2 separate regions of the Mus musculus genome follow, and region 2 is linked to region 1. The links are chromatin contacts, called in public HiChIP or PLAC-seq maps. All regions are on one chromosome and are shown on one strand. Each heading gives the region's core, a stretch centred on a gene start, on an enhancer-like site or on the middle of the called end of the contact. The rest is flanking DNA. Distances are from core to core; before and after follow the strand shown. Region 1 holds the start of Fancl (Fanconi anemia, complementation group L). Region 2 overlaps Fancl (Fanconi anemia, complementation group L).

Region 1 (5,004 bases), core at 1,262-3,761:
ATGTCTGCTGAGCCATTTGAGCATTTATAGACATTTCAGCTACTTTCAGAAGTTGCTCCACAGTTTTCGTCTATCTCACTGGGTATCTTGCCAGTTCTGATTAGCTATTTACAAGTGCTAGGTCTATGGGACTCTTTTACCCACATATGTCTTGGATTTGATGACCTTTATTGAGCTCCCTGAGAGAAGAAATTTCAATGGTGAAGAATTACTTTTGTGAATGTAAGAAAGAATCATCTGTAAGCTGGAGCTTACAGGTCTCCTAATATCCTGTTTAAGTTCAATGTCTCTTAGGTATATTCACTATAAAAATAATCACTTATGTTGACGAGCACTCAAGTGTCCCATTATTCCATGGTAAGGAGACAGATGCTAAGTCAATGTACATTGTGCTAAAAATAAATAAAACTATAGCACATCTCTTGAGAGAATATAAAGAAAACTTTGATGTTCCCAGTACACAGCAAAACAAACAAACAAACAAACAAACAAACAAACAAACAAACCAAACACAAGACTCTATCTAACCCAAAGAACAGTAGCTGCTAGATCAAGTACCACAGTAGCATCTTTTTTTCAATAAGTTAAACAGTAAAAAAGCCTTTAAAACGTTGTACAAGTTTCCCATGGGTAAAGTTGTTTTCTTTTGCATTTCATTTCTATTTAGCATGAGCTGAGAAAAAAATTCTATTTCAGACACTTTAGGAGGACATGAGGAATTAATGCTGGGTTAAAATGATACATGATGAAAATCCAGAAAAATAAAAGAGTACATAAATTTTCAGACAAATTAACAAAAGCATAAAATTTGTTTAGTACAATTTCTATGGCATATAAAACTAACAAACTGAGATTCAATGCAACATAGAAACCTTTTTTTTTTTTTTTTTTTTTTTTTAATAAGACAGTATGACTATACTAAGGAGGTATGATCTAATAGTTACAAACTGGGGCAATTTTAGCAATTCATATGTAGCTTCTTTTCCCTGTCCTTGCCTCTTCAGAGTCAGGGAGAGTTGTTTATTCCAGGCATAAAGAAGGCAATCTGAAGTGAGTATTTCAGGAGCTGCTGTGGGGGGCCAGAGGTGATTGGATTGATCTAGGTTTTGTTGTTTATTCAAATGCCAAGGTTGTATGCCCCGAATCCCTCAGTGGTAAACTTTTGTTTCCTTAATTGTATGGTAAAAAAAAGTGTCCTAGCTCACTTACCAATCCCTTTGCTTGAAAACCCACCAATCCCTGAGATAGCCTAAAACTCAAACTTGGAGTCCCACCAATCCCCACCCTGAAAAACTCCCAAAGAATCCCTGTGTAAAGCCTGTTTCTAGCTTAGTTCTTTGCTGCTTTTTCCCCAAGCAGATGCAGCCATCCTCCTGTATTTTTTCTAATAATCTTCTTGTGTGAGGTCTGTTGTATTGTGGGATTGTGTAATATTCTTTGGCTCCAGACTGCCAGGATACCTTTCTCCTCAGAGTTGCAACACTTGCATTGGGGAAACCTTTCTCCTCAGAGCTGTAACACTTGTATAAAGTTGTGTACCTTTTTTTTTTTTTTTTTTTTTTAGTGCTGACAACACTGCAATCTGAGTCACATTTTGAGAAAGTCTTATCATACTGGTTCTCCAAAAACACTTAAATTGTGATTCATAACAGTAGCAAAATTACGGTTACAAAGAAGCAACAACATAATTTTATGGTTGGGGGGGGTCACTAAGAAGGTTGCGAACCACAGTCTTAGTGTAACAAGTACAACATTCTTGTGTTCTTCAAGCATTCAGAATATTGTGACAAATTCTGCCAATCTATTAATCTTTTAAAATCCAATCTTCAATGAGGGCAATAAGAATAGGAAGAATATCTTATTCATCTTTGCACAATCTTACTTACTAACATATTACAGTGATCTTAAAAATAGTAGAATCAAAAGTGACTTATTCTAATGCCAAATTATCATATGGTAACTATTAACAAGTTTCTTACACAATCAACACCCCCTCCCCCCACGTTTTCTTAAATCTATATTTAGAAATGAGTGAATGAGTAACCATTTCTAAGTTACCAGAATGTATAGGAAATTTTGTCAGTCTACCACCTCAAGAATAAATTGAATCTCTCACAATTTCTATGGGCTTCCTTTAAATATATCTAATTAAAAACAGTACAACACTGAATCAGCATACAATATACATGATGTATTGAATGTACAATTTATTTACATATGCATTTGGTTGAAGGGTATACTGGGAGTATACAGGAGATCTAGTCCAGAGCAAACGCAAGAACAGGAGAGGTGATGGGGCAGGTTCAGGGTAAAAACAGTATGCTATGGGCACACTGTAAATGCCCTGTCAAAGTAGGAAAGTCAGCTTTGGAGTTGCATCAGTCTTCAATGAAATCAACAAGAGGATTTTGCTAGTTTTATTTTTTGACAGTCAAGGTCAGAATAATCCTGAACCGTCAGGCCTGTGGACTTGTGAGTGATCTTCCTTTCTCCTGCTTTCTCCTGCTACTAAGCAGACCAGTTGGCCCAGTTCATTGTCCAGGTCAGGGCAGCGTACCCACCAGTTAGTTTTTCCCGCCGAAGCGGGTTTCCGCCCCGTCCCTTTGCAGACTGCGCATGTGCGGCGGCCATTCCTGTGCGCCATGGACGAAGCAGAAGCAAGCCTGTTGCGCCATTTCCCGCTGCTACTTCCTCAGAACCGGGAGAAAACTGTGTATGAGGGATTCATTTCGGCTCAGGTACCCTGAGGGGTCGTTCTGTCGCGCGAGAGCCTGTCACTCGTGGCAAAGCCTGACCGCGGCGTCTCCGGCTGCCTGGCTGGGAGAGTGTAGCAGAGCCTGGAGAAGTAGCGCCGATACTCTGCGCATGCGCGGTCGCTAGGTGGCGACGCCGCGCGACACAGGGTGGGCGGGGCGGCTCGCCGGTGCCTGGCTGGTGGTGGAAGAGGGAGGTGCAGTTCTGTAGGTCTTAACCAGAGTTCATCACGGCGGTGTGTTACTACACTTACGATTTTGATTTATAGAGCACTCAGGGTCCACTATTAAGCCGAACCTACACAAACAGAAAAATCCAAACCCCATTATTTTATAGTTGAAATCAGATCCTGGGAAATCTAGAGAGACTACCTTGACTATGATGGTGTCAGTTACCTCTGAAACTCTTACTGTTTAGAAAATCTCACCCCAGCGGGCCCCCCCCCCCCCCCCCCCATGGTACAACAAATTACCTTAATTTAAGATTTTGACTATGGACTTTTCCTCTGAATATTAAACTCAGCTACGTGTAACTTGCCCTTTAATGACAGGAGTCATTAATTTCCACGTGTGTTGAAGCAACAACCTCTAGAATGCTGAGCAGATACCAGATTTTCTAAATAGTAACACTTGTCCCTAAACATTCCTGGGAGTTAAGAAAATTCTCTGTGATAAATATACACACAGGAAGCATGGACTTCCTTAGGGATTTTCAAACCATGTGAACCTTTAAAGAATGGCTAAAATTTATTATAGATGGAAATGAGTTAGCCACCTTTTGCTTAACTGTTGAAATATCCAGTTAAAATGTTTTTCACATTTACAGAAACATTCAGAAACGTGAGAGAGAGAGAGAGAGAGAGAGAGAGAGAGAGAGAGAGAGAGAATGAATTTGTGCGCATGCATGTGCACATCTGTTCTGGGAATTGAACCTGCAGCCATTCACATGCCAGGCAAGTGTTGCACAGGACAGGCAGAAACAAGTGTTTCACATCACTTGTCTGTATCTCCAATAGCACTTTAGAAAACAATTATAGCCATAAGATTAGACCGGAAATACGTTAGCCTTCGATGTAGGTAATTTCTAATTTTTTATTCCTTAAGCATGCCTTTGAGTCTTAAGCACTGTCTAAAAGCTATCCAGCACAACTGATTTTATCCTGAGTGTGATTGTGGTTGGTCCTGTGCACACACTTACCTTACCCTTTGAGATTAAATCATAGATACGTTTCTTGCTGTTTTATCTCTAAATAATTTAGCACTCATTTCATAAAACAAGGGTCCACTCAAACCTAACCTCAGTACAGTTACTACAACTGCTATGCGGTGTAAAATTTCATGGAGTATTTAATTATCTTATCTCTTCTTTTGGAGCAGTTCTTAGTCTGTGTTTTTATTAACTTGAATTTTATTTTTAAGAGTTAAGCTTATTAGGTTTGATATTTTCTCACCATTGAATTCTGGGAATGTGTTTGGGCAGGGGCATCCCAGAAACTGTCCTGTGTTCCCTTCAAGGCACATGAAGTCAACTACTCCCAGTGTTGATATTAATAATGCCAGTTACTAGGTTAGTGTGGCTTCTGCCAGATCTTCTTTTGAAATTAACGAGTACTTTTCGGTGAGGTTCTTTGGGCCATTACACATTCACTTATATACTGCATATTCATTCATTCATTCATTCATTCATTCATTTTAGTTCCATTTTTCCCATTTATTTATTTATTTATTTATTTCTTCACTTACTTTACATCCTGATTACTCTCCCCATCCCCCCCATAGCCCCCCCCCCTCCTCTTCTCCTCTGAGGAGGGGAGCTGCTCCCTTCTGCCCAGGAACCAGCCCACCCGGCACCTACCTGAAGCCATTGCAGGACTAGACACATTGTCTCCCACTGACATCAGACAAGGCAACTCAGTTAAGGGAACAGGATCCACAGGCTGGCAGCAGAGTCAGGGGCAGGACTCTTTCCAGTTGTTGAGGGACTCATGTGAAGACCAAGCTGCACTTTTCTTAAACATGTGTGTATGGAGGCCTAGATCCAGCCCATGTATGCCCTTTGGTTGGTGGTTCAGTCTCTTGGAGCCCCCCAAGGGTCCAGGTTGGTTGAACCTTTTGGTTTTCTTGTGGAGACCTGAGTCTCTGTACCTCCAAGTCCCACAATCCTTCCTCCAACTCTTTCACAAGACTCCCAAGTTCCATCTGATATTTGGCTGTGGGTCTCTGCATTGGTTTTGTATATTTCAGATTTTCA
Region 2 (5,004 bases), core at 1,562-4,061, 51 kb after region 1:
CTTTACAGAACAATTTCTTTACGTGACGCTTTACAGGGCTTCTCTAAGTAGAAGCCATACATGGTTTTGTTTAGTTTATGTTTAAAATTATACATGAATTGTTATGATTTTAAGGTGTTTGTTATTATTGCATGTGTTGTTGTGTGTAGGCACTGGGTTGTTGTAGAGCACATGTGGAGTCCTTTGAAGTTCTTCCTTCCATCTTTATGTGGGATTGAGTGCAGGTAATCAGCTTTGAGTGGCAAGCACTTTGCCCAATGAGCCATCTCCCCTGCTCATAAATTAGTTGTAAAATGTTTAAGAGGATTTAGGCTTGTGAGAGTTCAGATAATTAACCTGACATTTTAAGTCATGTTTATTTTTCTGATTTTCCTCTTTAAAAAATTTTCCTCCATTGGAAATTGATAAGACTTAGCAAATAAAGAAAAGTGTCTGTAATTTTCCTTTGGTGCTAGCTGTAGCTTATCAGTTAATAGAAATACTGGTGGCTGAGCGATGGTGGCATACGCCTTTAGTCACAGCGTTAGGGAAGCAGAGGCAGGTGGATCTCTGTGAGTTCAAGGCCTTCCTAGTCTGCAGAGCAAGTTCCGGAACAGCCAGGACTACACAGAGGAACCTTGTCTCCAAAGACCAAACCAACAATTCATGTTGTAGAAAAAGTTGTAGGTTTGTTTTTCCTTTTTTCTTTAAAAATGTCTTTTGACTCAGGAAGCATCATCTTTTGCTTAAGAAACTTTCTTGAGATCATGAGAAAATATCAAGTCTGGATTGTGTATACTGTTTCCATTTTCATATTTATCTTAGTCATGAGTTTGGTAGTTTTCTTTTTAATGTGAGTACTGTGTAAGTTTCCTGAAAGGTCACCAAGTGTATTGTGACATCACAATTATTTTGTGACAACTAGATGTGGTGTGCTGTTTACATGAGCTTGGAGCCTCAGCCTTGTGAGCATGGGGTTAATGTAATACTGTCCATTAGAACTTTAGACACGACTCTCAGAAATTGCTTTTTGTAATATGTCCAAGCAAACAGGATTAACTAGTAGTAACTGGAATGTATCAAAGTTGTTGCTACTTAAGACTCCTTTTGACTTGGCAAATACTATTTGTCACATTTGCTTGATAACTGTACTTAGTCCTCCCTATTCTGTTAGAATAGAAATAGCGACTTCACGGAGCTACAGTGCTCATCTTCCCTTTTCTGGGTTTCTTTTCTTCTGTGTGTCTTTAGATTCCTAAACAGGAGTTTCTTTCCCTTAAGTTCTACGTATGCTATCCATGCATATTCCTATGGCATATTTCCAGTGTAAGGTCTTTTAAGTCAGTATTGTAGTTGATTTGTCCATACTTGTCTATGTGCATCAATTTGCTCTTAAAATGCTATAGATTTTTATGTTCATCCGTCAGTTAATCCCTTCACTGCCCTACTGAGTTACCCCGTTTCTTGTTTAGTTCCCAGTGCATATGTAGAGGATTTCTGTGTAAGTATTTCTATAACTGTTGTATGGAATATGCCTCAGAGGTTACTCAGTACTGCTAACTCACCTTCCTAAATTGCTTGTGTAAGTCTGCACTTGCGTCCAGGCACACATAGTGATTCATACATTACCATAGTTTACTTTGATCATAGTCTGCCAACAATTGATAAGTTTTGCTGTGTTCATGATCTTTGCGCTATTTGAAGTATTTTTAACATGATATGTACCCATCATATCATTTGGATATAATACTTTCAGGTTACATGGAATATGAACATATTTTTATCACCTCTTATTACTGTTATATATTATCTCAAACTTTCAGAGTAGTCATGTATATCTGTTTTAATGGTTTTTCTTTTTTGGCTTGTCAAAGAAAATCTTTGTCTTTTGTTCATATTCAAGTATTATAAAACAATCTAAACTTATTATTGTCTACATTATATATGTGCATGCAGTTTGGCCATATTTGTATCAGTATGAGGTAATGTCTTTTTTTTTAATGCAATACATGGAATTAAAATTTAGAAAGTTTCAAAATCCTTATTTCCTTTTAAATATCTACCTGTATCATAAAGATTTTGGTGGTAGAAATATGAACTCTTTTCAACATTAGAGCATTGGCAATGCTAAGTTGTATCTGGACAGTGAGATGTAAGGTGAGGTGACATTATGTTAGGGGCAGTTCTACTCCTACAGGACTAGGGGCAGCGGGTCTGCTCCTACATGACTAGTCTGTCTTCCTTCCTTCCTTCCTTCCTTCCTTCCTTCCTTCCTTCCTTCCTTCCTTCCTCCCTCCCTCCCTCCCTCCCTCCCTCCCTCCCTCCCTCCCTCCCTCTCTCTCTCTCTCTCTCTCTCTCTCTCTTATTTTGAAACAGTTGTGATTTTAAGCCATATGAATGTTCCTGTTGTAGTCTAGTAGGAAAGTTGCATTTAAAACAGTTCATAGATTCCACAGAACTGATTTACAAAGTCTGCTTCTGTGGATTCAGTGCTCCTGAACTTTAAACTTGGAAGATCTTTATTTTCCTTTCTTTTTGTAACATAACAGACACGTCTTTGTGGCATCCATATTAGAAATGGGTGATTTTCCTTATGGTCCCCGTCTTCCTGCTGAGTTGATAATGTTTTGATGTATTTTTCTTTTGCTCTGATGAGAGGTCTGCTGCTGCTGCTCTGACATGCTCATTTGGATGACTAATTATAACGTGCACAGTGTCAGGCCGAAGATGGCAGGGTTTTGTGCGGCATGACAAGCCTCGTACCAGTGCAGGTGTCTCACAGCATGAGCAGCAGCAGCCAGTGTACTCTGGCGCAGAGGAGACATTTCCTGTGGTAAGAAATCGGCAGCAAGGGCAAGGCGGCTGCGTGTGCTGCAGTGGTGTGTGCCAGAGAGACACAAAAGTGCTTCTCAGAGCCGGTGGCTGGGCCTACCCACATGCATGTCTTCCGTACTCAGTAAATCCTGCGTGTAGATTTTAGGATACAGTGTGAGCCCTCCTGCTCATATCACACACGCAGACCATACATGTCGATCTTGTCAGCTGATAGATTGACATGGGCTAATGTCAGACATTTAGACAAAAGGACTTGTTTTTTTTTTTTTTTGCCCAGGTCACAGACTGTTTTCTACCTGAGACTGTGTCATGAACTACAGGTTTCAGGGAGTAGCCTTGCCAGAGGCAGTTAGAATATTTAGATTTGATCAGATTTGAGAAGCAGTGTCTTATATATTTCCTACCATGGGGAACTCTGATCCTCCTGGGACAGTGCCATGGGTGAAGAAGAGCGAGACTCGTGATACAGCCTCTGTCTGACAGGCGATCTTTGATGACTGAAGAGTGTAATTAAAGAGTCCTATTGCCTAGCAGGGAATGAGATCTTTCCTCAAAGCTGCAGACCCACAGTTGGGCATGCCCACTTCATTTTACACTTCACCATGGTTTTTTTGTTTGTTTGTTTTATTTTTTATTTTCCTTTTTAAATTTTAAAAAATTTATTATTTATTTATTTATTTTGAGGCAGGTCACACTGTATAACTCATGCTGTCATGGAATTCAGTTCTGAAACATAAAGCCTCTGTTTCCTGAATATGGTTTGTCAGTCAGTGGCGAGCTGCTATACTTGGCCCTTAAATTGTATAGTCTTATATAGGACTCTTGCCTGCTTACTACCTCAGTTCACACATGCTCAAATTTTCCCTCTTCACCAATGTTCAGGAAAATAGACTTTGTTAAGAATCACAACTTCCAGGGCCGGAGAGATGGCTCAGTGGTTAAGAGCACTGACTACTCTTCAGGAGGTCCTGAGTTCAGTTTCCAGCAACCACATGATAGATCACAACCATCTGTAATGGAATTAGATATCCTCATCTGGTGTGTCTGAAGACAGTGACAGTATACTTATACATAAAATAAATTAAAAATTTATTTATTTATTTATTTATTTATTTATTATTTAAAACAATAATAAAATCTTTTAAAAAAAGAAGGAAAGAAAGAAAGGAAACCCAACTTCCTTGAGTTTCACAGAGCTCCGCTCTGTTCTGAGAAACCACCTGTGGTCAAGGCCATTAGGCTTCATTTATTATCCCTTTGTGGATTTGATCAGAAAACTCACAAAACTACATTTTCCTTTACTCGTAAATTAGTAAATTATATATACTTTTGCTTTTGTGGAAGTATTATTTTTTGTCATTGGTAGTATTACAAATAAAAGAGAAAAGTCATTTTTTAAACTCTTAAACATGATAGAAAAAGCCCAGTGAAGGGCTCATGAGCTCTGGCGGGACTCGGTTCTAGTGAAGGGTCGTGAGCTCTGGCGGGACTTGGTTGCCTGGTAGCCACCTTTCTTTGTTTCTGCTTCAATAACATTTTAAAAAGGCCAAGTCTTAAATGGAAAAAAGGTAAATGCAAAGAAGCAAAATTAGAAAATTATAGTCACCTTGTACATCTTTATGTACAGTGTGGAACTATGCCTTGCCATTTCTAAAATATCAGTAATAAAATGTGCATTTATTCGAATGATTCTTAGGATCATGGGAGTTTTCTTCATAACTGGGTTGGCATGTGTCCATGAAGTGAAGACCATGTGTTCACAACAGTCACCCGATATCTATCTATTTCCTTTCGTGCTGACAGCAGTGGCTTTTCATCTTGATCCAGGTGTTCTCCATCTTTAATTTCCCCCTTAGGTAAAGATTTGGTTGTAAATACAGTCTCTGTCATTGCATTTTGTCATACATAGTACATATAAACCATTAATTTTCTACCAAAATAGAACTTACACTTGAATATAGTTTGAGTTAGGATCCAAGGTATAGTTTCATATTTTTCTGTTCTTCTTCCCACTTGTTTCTCTCTCCAGTGTCAATCACTTTAAACTGTTAGTATGTGTTTTTAATATTTGTGTTACTCAGTGTTCTTGTTGCCAGAGTAAATAACTGAGATAGTCAATTAAAAAGATAGAAGTTTGTTTGGAAATAGAGTATGGGCTCCAGAAGGGGCCATTACGTTAGGTGACTGGTA

Evidence for each region. HiChIP or PLAC-seq counts read pairs in DNA pulled down with a chosen protein or histone mark.
Region 2: a contact with region 1 is called in an H3K4me3 HiChIP or PLAC-seq map of the SCID.adh cell line, with 9 read pairs. The contact joins the enhancer-like site here to the promoter of Fancl in region 1. A contact is called at or near these places in 1 of 39 promoter capture datasets (macrophages), 1 of 15 datasets of contacts at CTCF or cohesin (CD8 T cells), 2 of 115 datasets of contacts at active chromatin or transcription factors (the SCID.adh cell line and embryonic stem cells) and 2 of 9 other capture datasets (adipose tissue and liver).

The regions. Positions count from the first base shown.
Region 1 is chr11:26,384,573-26,389,576 of GRCm38.p6, forward strand. It overlaps Fancl (Fanconi anemia, complementation group L), which reads left to right and starts at 2,512. Exons shown (of 14, transcript NM_025923.3): 1 at 2,512-2,738. The coding sequence starts at 2,643. It also overlaps the pseudogene Gm18324.
Region 2 is chr11:26,435,185-26,440,188 of GRCm38.p6, forward strand. The region is part of intron 7 of Fancl (Fanconi anemia, complementation group L); the gene reads left to right. Among named protein-coding and RNA genes, the nearest start is that of Fancl, 51 kb to the left of the region's middle. Within about 2 kb of position 2,812, at least 65 of the 459 cell types and tissues checked have an H3K27ac peak or open chromatin away from gene starts, as enhancers often do. A contact at or near this core is called in CD8 T cells and the SCID.adh cell line, where this site is marked.